Linked DNA regions of Mus musculus: regions 1 and 3 are each linked to region 2. A link is a contact called in public promoter capture Hi-C data. All regions are on one chromosome and are shown on one strand. Each heading gives the region's core, a stretch centred on a gene start, on an enhancer-like site or on the middle of the called end of the contact. The rest is flanking DNA. Distances are from core to core; before and after follow the strand shown. Region 1 holds the start of Heatr6 (HEAT repeat containing 6). Region 2 holds the start of Dhrs11 (dehydrogenase/reductase (SDR family) member 11). Region 3 holds the start of AI662270 (expressed sequence AI662270).

Region 1 (2,700 bases), core at 175-2,674, 1.1 Mb after region 2:
ACAAGGGGAGGGGATGGAGTGGGGGAACTCTCAGAGATGCGCAATGTCCTCAGGTGCCTGAACCCGAGGCACCAAGTGCCAAGTGACTGAACCCAAGAGGAGAACAAGGAGAGAAGAATGGAAAGGCACACATTTTGTTGTTGTTGTTGTGCAAAATAGCCAAGTATATAAATAAAAAGCTCCCTTAATTTCACTTAGTTCCACTCTGCTCCCTTATCCGTGGTGAGCTGCTCGGGATTCTTTTCCCCTTTACATCCTTAAGCCCCATATTTTTCTCTTACTGTTTGGCCGCTTGCTTCTGCCATTTGCCAATATACATAGAAAATCTCTGATTATGCGTACACTTGTATGCGTTTTGTTTGTTTTTTGTTTTTGTTTTTCCAATAGCAGACTCTGGCAAAGAATAGTCTGGAATGGGGCTAGAATAGAGGAAGATCAGTGAGAGACTAGGGAGAGAAGAGTGTGAACTGAGAAACATGTTTGAGACAGACTGAAGAATTTTAATCCAACAGGCTCCAGGGTAAAGAAAAGAAGCAGTGTGCATGCCTTGTGTGTATTTGGGGTGGGGTAGGGTAGAATGAATAGGGGATTAGGAGTATGGGAGACAATGTATTCATCTATACGAGCTATCAAGTTTGAGATGCTCGCAGGTAGGACTGGCTCAGGGGTTCTGGGAATCAGTGATATACAAGAGCGGATGTGTATGAATGAGATGATCCTGACAGGAGAAGTGGAAGCAAACGAGAGCTAGTGCCGAAACAAAACAGAAAATACAGGCCTTACGACAAATTTAGGTTCCAATCTAGCTCTGCCATTTGCCCAAACCGTGACGCTGGATCTCTTGTGAGCTTCAGTGCGTACATCAGCGAAATCAACTAAGACTACCCTCGCTCCGACATTCCCGGAGTCGCTCACCAGGGATGGCAGCTGAGGGCGTCAGAGCAGAAGCCTTTGAAAAGATGCTGGCTTGCAAGCTTTCAGATGGAGGGCAGAGAGATATGGCACGGACCGAGGGAGAAAGCCAGCCTGGAACTAAGTCATCCGGGACGTGGGTGAGAGCCGGAGGGGCCGGAGGGAGGAACCAGCCGTTGTCCGGGCAGGATGAGGCGCGCCGCCTACCTCGGGGGCCACGCCGCCGCCCTCGCTGTAGTTCTCGGAGATGAGCTGGTCGAAGAGCAGGTGAATCTCCATGCGGGACACGGTGCTGTCATCCGGCTGCAGCGCGCGGAGCCTGGCAGACAAGCGGCGGAACCCATCGTCCTGCTCCGGCGACAGTTCCCGCGGGGCCTCTCGCGGCTGCCCACAAGGAAGAGAGGCGGCGACCTGCACCGCCGCCATTTTTCCTCCGTGAGAAAGCCTGGGAAATACTTCCGGGGCACCGCTTGGGGCAGGGCCTGGGTGTGTGCTCCAGTTCCGGAAAGCCATCATTTGAACTGTAGGTTGCAAGTCGTTCTGTGATTAGGATAGGTAAAAGGCAGCAGAAATAAGGCCACCCACCACCCCTTACCCTCTCAGAAAGTTTGCTCTTGGGCAGGGCTGACGTTGCTAGAGTTTCAGATTCTGGCTGGAGTTGGAGAGCACTCTTCTACATGGCAGTGACAGAAAAGTGAGCTATATGGCTTCCTTCTACTCTTGATGTTCTGATAGGACACAAGCTGGAGTTATCACAGAGAAAGGAGCTTCAGTTGGGGAAGTAAGTGCCTCCATGAGATCCAGCTGTGGAGCATTTTCTCAATTAGTGATCAAGGGAGAAGGGCCCCTTGTGGGTGGGACCATCTCTGGGCTGGTAGTCTTGGTTCTATAAGAGAGCAGGCTGAGCAAGCCAGAAGAAGCAAGCCAGTAAGTAACATCCCTCCATGTCCTCTGCATCAGCTCCTGCTTCCTGACCTGCTTGAGTTCCTGTCCTGACATCCTTTGGCGATCAACAGCAATGTGGAAATTGTAACCTGAATAAATCCTTTCCTCCCTGACTTGCTTCTTGGTCATGATGTTTGTGCAGGAATAGAAACCCTGACTAAGACAAAAACTTAACGTATTGACATTAGTAGCTTTTTCACGATTAGGATTAGATAACTGAGAGGAACAGTTTAAAGGAAGGAGGATTTATTATTATTATTATTATTATTATTATTAATTTTTTGGTGCACTATTTTAGGTGGTTTAAGGCTATGCTTGACTGAATCTGCTGCTTTGTAGTAAAGGAGAATGATCGTGACAGCAGGGGTATTTGGTTGAGGCTTCTCACCTAAAGCAACCAGGAAACAACAAGAAACATGTCAAGCCCAGGACAAAATACCCCGTTGACCTATCTCCTCCAGCATGGCCCCTTCTTCCCAAACAGTACAATCAACTATGGACCAGGGAGACGTGTCATATTCAAACCATAACAACCTCCAAGAAAATAACTCAAGAAGTGTTGAGACTTTTACATTAATGATTTATTAAAAGAAACAACTCCTTGTCCCACTCCACTGTGCTGCTTGTAATCTCCATACATGGCCTCCATTTTCAACTGTTTTCTTGGTCACAGAGCTCCAAACAGACACATTTTTTTTTCCAGGTAGAAGCTATAGGAAGAAATGAACAGTAATCAGGGAAGATGGCCTTTGAGAAAATTCTTTGTTGGAGAAATAGATATAAAAATTATACACGAGACCTGCTGTTTTGGGTACCTGGCTACTGCCCAGAGTGCAATGAGAA
Region 2 (2,700 bases), core at 95-2,594:
GAGATCTGCCTGCTGAGTGCTGAATCAAAGGCATGTACCACCAGCTGGCATTATCAGGCATGTATGGGTACACTGTTGGTGTCTTCAGACACACCAGAAGAGGGCATCGGACCTTTTTCGATAGTTGTGAGCCACCACCATGTGCTTGCTGGGAATTGAACTCGGGACCTCTGGAAGAGCAGCTAGTGCTCTTAACTGCTGAGCCATCTCTCTAGCCTTCATCACACTTCTCTTTTTTTTGTTTGTTTTGTTTTGTTTTGTTTTGTTTTGTTGTTTTTCACACTTAATGTGCCAGTATACTTACTGTGTTTGAGAAAGGGGCTCATGTTTCAGTTGGCCTGGAATTCACTCTCTACTAAAGGATGGCCTTGAACTCGTGGACCTGTCTCTTATGTCCCCTTACCGGCTTGTGCCACCATGCCTTGTGGTAGAGCTCTGTTGGCTCCTGCACAAAAGAAAAACAAAAATATTGTTTTTGTTGTTTTTTTCGAGACAGGGTTTCCCTGTATAGCCCTGGCTGTCCTGGAACTCACTCTGTAGACCAGGCTGGCCTCAAACTGAGAAATCCACCTGCCTCTGCCTCCCGAGTGCTGGGATTAAAGGCATGAGCCACCACGCCCGGCTCAAAAATCTTATAAGGGTATATTATGCATGCTGTTTAAAGTTATGGCTACCACGTGATATTCAAGTTGTCAGCTTCTGCGGGTGACTATTGATGTACATCGTGTAACATTTGCGCCGTTGTAGGACTGGGAGTGGTTGATGTCAAGGACGGTTGAAGACGTGGTGCCATTTAGGTGTAGAGTACTTGGGTATTTTAACCATTTACTTGGCCAGTGAAGCCAAAGGATCAGGTACAGTGAACAATAACCCTTCCTCAGGTCAACTGGCCTTGATGGCAGAGGCCCTTAAGCTTTTTGGATTGAATCCTTACTGTCAGTCACCAGTGGTTTGGGAGGGCACTGGAGTAACCTTTAGATCCCCCATCCTGTCCTCAGGCCTTTGGAAGTAGGGCTGATTGAGCAAAGGAGGCCTTGAGTGCGTGCGAGCGTGCGTCCTCTTCCTCGCAGATGGAGGCTCTCCACCGCAAAGGGAAGCGCTCACGGTAAAAGCAACTCCACCGGCTGTCAGGCCCCACTTCCGCGGTGGGCCCCTATCCTCAAGGCTGTGCGGTTTCCGCCTGTCGCGGGAAGGACGGGCTCGTGCGCGGGCGTGGGCGTGTCCGGAAAAGGTGGCCACTCGGACGCCATGTGGCCCAATGCGGAGGTCCCGAGGGCGGAGCCCGGGCCGGAGGCCGGGCCAATAGTGGGTGGGTCTAGGCGCAACTCCAAGTTGCCGGCGTCCCCCACTGCAGTGACCAGGGAGCCACCGATCTTCAGTAACCCCAGACTAAGCTCCCCGCTCCCAGTGCCTGGTTCGCCGAACGAGGTGGGCAGACGGCTCGGGACCATGACTAGAGCTGGCATGGAGCGGTGGCGCGACCGGCTGGCACTGGTGACGGGAGCCTCGGGGGGCATCGGTGCGGCCGTGGCCCGGGCATTAGTCCAGCAGGGACTGAAGGTTGTGGGTTGTGCCCGCACCGTTGGCAACATCGAGGTAAGGCTCCGCCAGGCAGCGGGGACGCTCTTGGGGGAGGGGGGAGTACGTCGTTTCCATGGGGCAGGGCTTTGAGTGAGGGGAGGGAGAGTTGCCGTGGCCGGAGCCAGAGACCCTGCTCTTTTTGAGCCTACTACCCTAGGGCCATTTGCAACGGCCTTGAGAGCAGGAGTGCTGTTTAGTAGCGAGAGGACCTAAGTTCTCTCTAAGTTCTATTTTTATAAGAGCCATTCACTCCTGATAGTTCGTGTCGCAGCAGAGTACCAAATCCTGACCCCTGGTATTCTCTTCCCTTACCCCTGCCATCTTGTGCCCCCTATACTGGCAGGTGAAAGAGGAAGCCAGAGGTCAAGGGCTAGCTAGGCAGCCAGGGAGAAGGGGGAAAAAAAGAAAAGAAAAAAAAAAAAAAACTGGCTAGTCTAAGTGACTAGGTTAGTTTCATCTTGTCCCCAAACCTCACCCAAGCCACACCGAGTAAAGTGCTGGCCAACCAATGAACAAGAAGCTAGTGTTTGACCCATGACTGAGGGTGAGGTTAGGGTGGAAGCTAGCTCTCCTTTTAATTCAAATCTGAGCTCAACTCACATGCCATGAGCCTAAAGAGTGAATGGAATATTTACTTGTAGATCTCTTTCTCTCTCTCTCTCTCTCTCTCTCTCTCTCTCTCTCTCTCTCTCTCTCTCTCTTTTCTGATTCATTTTCCTAGGTGGGACTGAGTAGGTGAAATAGGGCATTAAACCTGTAAGTCTTGAGAAAATAAAATGTTACGGATCCAGAACTCCCTAGTTTTTCTCTTAACATTCTTTTGGGGGTTCCTGGAGTTATGAGCAGCATCAGATCAGAAAAGATAGGGAGGAGATGCCATTTGGGAGAAGACAAGAGAAATTCCCATTATTTGCCCTGGCAGGACCACCTGCAGGGCTCTATCTTCACCATGGCTCAAAGTCCTCTGACAGAAAAGGGTAAGGAGGCCTTGGGTGGAGGCAAAGGGAGAAGTTGTTGCAGGAAGGAGGACTGTCCCCTCCCCAGCTACTGGCCAAAGGTACACTTTATAGCCTCTCAGATAATCCCAAGGTCACCTGCCTCCACCATTGCCTCACTTCA
Region 3 (2,700 bases), core at 93-2,592, 1.6 Mb after region 2:
AGTAAGGGAGCAAGGGCAAGAGGAGAAGAGCAGAGAGCAAAAGTGAGGAGGGGGCAAGCAGTCCCTTTTATAGTGAGTCAGGTATACCTGGCTGTTGCCAGAAACTGTGGGCAGAGCCTAGACAAAATGCCAACCCGGGCTGCTGCACCTGGTACCTCTCTTTCCTCCCTCCCTCTCCTCCATCTCCTAAAAAAGCTAGGGACATGTTCATTCTGGACGCTCCAAGAAGATTCTGCCCCGTGGCTCTGCCTCCCTTTCAATCCACAAACTTTCTCTTCCACTATACCTGGGACCAGTCCTCTTCCTTTCTTTTTATTTCTTTTTCTCATACACATGGCGCCGAAAACCAGGACCAGTCATGTTTTCTTTCTTTCTTTCTCTTTTTCATTCAGCCAAGATGAAGGATTTTGCCCAGAACCACTCCGGGTCCCCAGAAAATGGCGGCAGAGGTAGTTTGCAGAGTCATCTAAAGGCGTATACCCATAAAGCCATTTGGCTTTCCCATCAGGTCCAATTAGAAGCAAACACATATCTTTACGTACTTCCTGCTTTTGTACCCAACCCTCCCCCTTAATTCAGGCAGGGGCATGCATGTTTCCTCACTTACCAACTGGGGGCAGGCTCCTAGAAGAAACTTCCATGCCGATGTTTCAATGTTTCGTTTTGGTAACACAAACTAACAGGCAGCCACGAAAACTCTTGACCAAACTCAATGCAGTAAAGAGTGCATTTTATACAGGGCTTTTAATATGAAGTTTCCTCCCCCCCCCCCCCATCTAATATATAGGCTAACTTATAATTGGATTTTTAAAACCTTCAGGTTGGATTTTAAAGTTAGCCTGGATGCGGAGGAAGGAAGGGCCAGCCAGGCGATACAGAGGGACTCATGTGAGCCTTGTGGCAGAAACTAAAACCACATGCTGGTCTCCTTGTCCTTTCTTGACAGCCTTCAGGGAGGGTGACAGGAGCGGTTGCAGGAAGGATGTGATAAATCTCACATACATTCAAAACATTTCTCAGGCCTCATGGTTATTTTCTGTGTTTCCTTCTCTTGCTCTCCATGATCTGAGGATATTGTTCCTTCCGCACTGGTCAGTTTCTTCTAAAGAGGCCCCCCGTGTGATTTCAGTTATATAGCAGGACTTTCTGACCCAGAAGCAGTACAAATGATGACACAGAGGCTATCGGGTATTTTAAAGCTTAAGCCTATAGCTGGGCAGATTTCCAACCAACTTTCTAGTTCATCCCGATTTGTCCTGGCATTACCTTCCATGTGTGGCCAGCTCTGCGTCTCTGCTCCTGTTCAGGTCCATCTTTCATCTCCGAGGCCCCAGGCGACTTTGGCGCCTTTGCTTTCTTTTTCCAGAGTCCCTCCCCAGGAAGTTCTGCCCTCCACTCTCTGCCCAGCTATTGGCTGTCAGCTCTTTATTACAGCCAATAAGCAAGTAAAGAAGGTCTAATATTTACAAAATATAGGACCTCTGATAGGCCACAGAAATAATACTAAGAGGCAGGCAGATTTCTGAGTTCGAGGCCAGCCTGGTCTACAAAGTGAGTGCCAGTGACAGCCAGGGCTACACAGAGAAACCCTGTCTCGAAAAAAACAAAAAAACATAACAAAACAAAAAAACAAAAACAAAAAAACCCCGACAACAACAAAAAAAGAAATAATACCAAGATCCGGCTCGCACTCAGCTGTCTGGCTAGTGCTTAGTTTGCTGATGGTTTATCCCTCAACATTGAGTATATAGAGAGCCACCTTCACATAATGCACCCCTAACTCAACTACAAGGATTTTGCTTTTACCTTTGGTGCCAGATCGTTAGTCCTGGTTTTACTCAGTGCTGGCCAGTGGATGAAATCAAGAGTCATGACCTTTTGTCTTCTCTCTCCTGAGAAGATTCCATACAGCAAGCCTGTAAGCTCCTCTCAGTAGTCTTGGTCCGTATTTAATATTTCATAAATGTTTGCTTTAAATTTGGCCTGAAGTGGTTGCGTTCATTTTTTTTTTTCCCAGCAAAACCCAGTATAAACATAAACCCTGCAGATGCACTCAGGCGATGCTGGGAGGCAGAAATCAGAGTGGCCAAGGACCTGGCACAGTCATCAGTGTTCCAATGTCTAGTTGCACAGCTAAAGTGAGAATTCCCCAGGATGCCTGGTACTCCAGGGATTATGCAAGGATGCCTCTGAAACAGACTCCTGTCCATTACATTCTCCTTGTCAGACTGATGGAACCTCTATGAGACACTAGTCATTTGTTACAGTTGTCTTTGATGTCATGTATATTTTGGTCTCTTAAGTCAATATCTGATCCATCTTTGTGTGTTAAGACTTGGAAGGCTATGAAACTAGATGACACAAGAGGGACTGATGGACCTCTGAAGGAAAGAAGTCCAATCGTTACATGTCATTGTCCTCTCTTATGTATCTATCCTATGTTTGTATGTTCTGACTCAGGGCTGTAAGGCACAGCTGCACCCAGGGCTCCAGGTGGTGCCTAGCTCCACCTTCAGCTGCTTCTTGGGAGCAGGAAAACTGCATTGATAAAAACTTCACATCTCAGAACACTGAGTATGCATAAGGGGATGGGGTTGGATGAAGGATTCACAAGTAAATCCCCGGGCTCAATGGAGAGCTTTGTAAAACCTGGGGTCCCACATGGAAGCCAGGCACTGCCAAACTGCCTTGTCCCTCTTC

What was found. Promoter capture Hi-C pulls out the DNA fragments that hold promoters and counts their contacts.
Region 1: a promoter capture Hi-C map of hippocampal neurons shows a contact between it and region 2, with 5 times the contacts expected there. The contact joins the promoter of Heatr6 here to the promoter of Dhrs11 in region 2. A contact is called at or near these places in 10 of 39 promoter capture datasets (the 3T3-L1 cell line, 3T3-L1-derived adipocytes, the HPC-7 cell line and 5 more) and 5 of 115 datasets of contacts at active chromatin or transcription factors (astrocytes, embryonic forebrain, embryonic midbrain and 2 more).
Region 3: a promoter capture Hi-C map of pre-B cells shows a contact between it and region 2, with 4 times the contacts expected there. The contact joins the promoter of AI662270 here to the promoter of Dhrs11 in region 2. A contact is called at or near these places in 1 of 39 promoter capture datasets (pre-B cells) and 1 of 484 Hi-C or Micro-C datasets (B cells).

The regions. Positions count from the first base shown.
Region 1 is chr11:83,752,361-83,755,060 of GRCm38.p6, reverse strand. Heatr6 (HEAT repeat containing 6) reads right to left here and starts at 1,424. Exons shown (of 20, transcript NM_145432.3): 1 at 1,120-1,424. The coding sequence starts at 1,338. Wfdc21 (WAP four-disulfide core domain 21) reads right to left here. Exons shown (of 3, transcript NM_183249.2): 3 at 2,415-2,567.
Region 2 is chr11:84,827,647-84,830,346 of GRCm38.p6, reverse strand. Dhrs11 (dehydrogenase/reductase (SDR family) member 11) reads left to right here and starts at 1,344. Exons shown (of 7, transcript NM_177564.5): 1 at 1,344-1,596. The coding sequence starts at 1,450. 4930502E09Rik (RIKEN cDNA 4930502E09 gene) reads right to left here and starts at 1,169. Exons shown (of 3, transcript NR_046281.1): 1 at 935-1,169; 2 at 305-445.
Region 3 is chr11:83,222,218-83,224,917 of GRCm38.p6, reverse strand. AI662270 (expressed sequence AI662270) reads right to left here and starts at 1,342. Exons shown (of 4, transcript NR_015519.1): 1 at 1,267-1,342; 2 at 608-708; 3 at 287-466.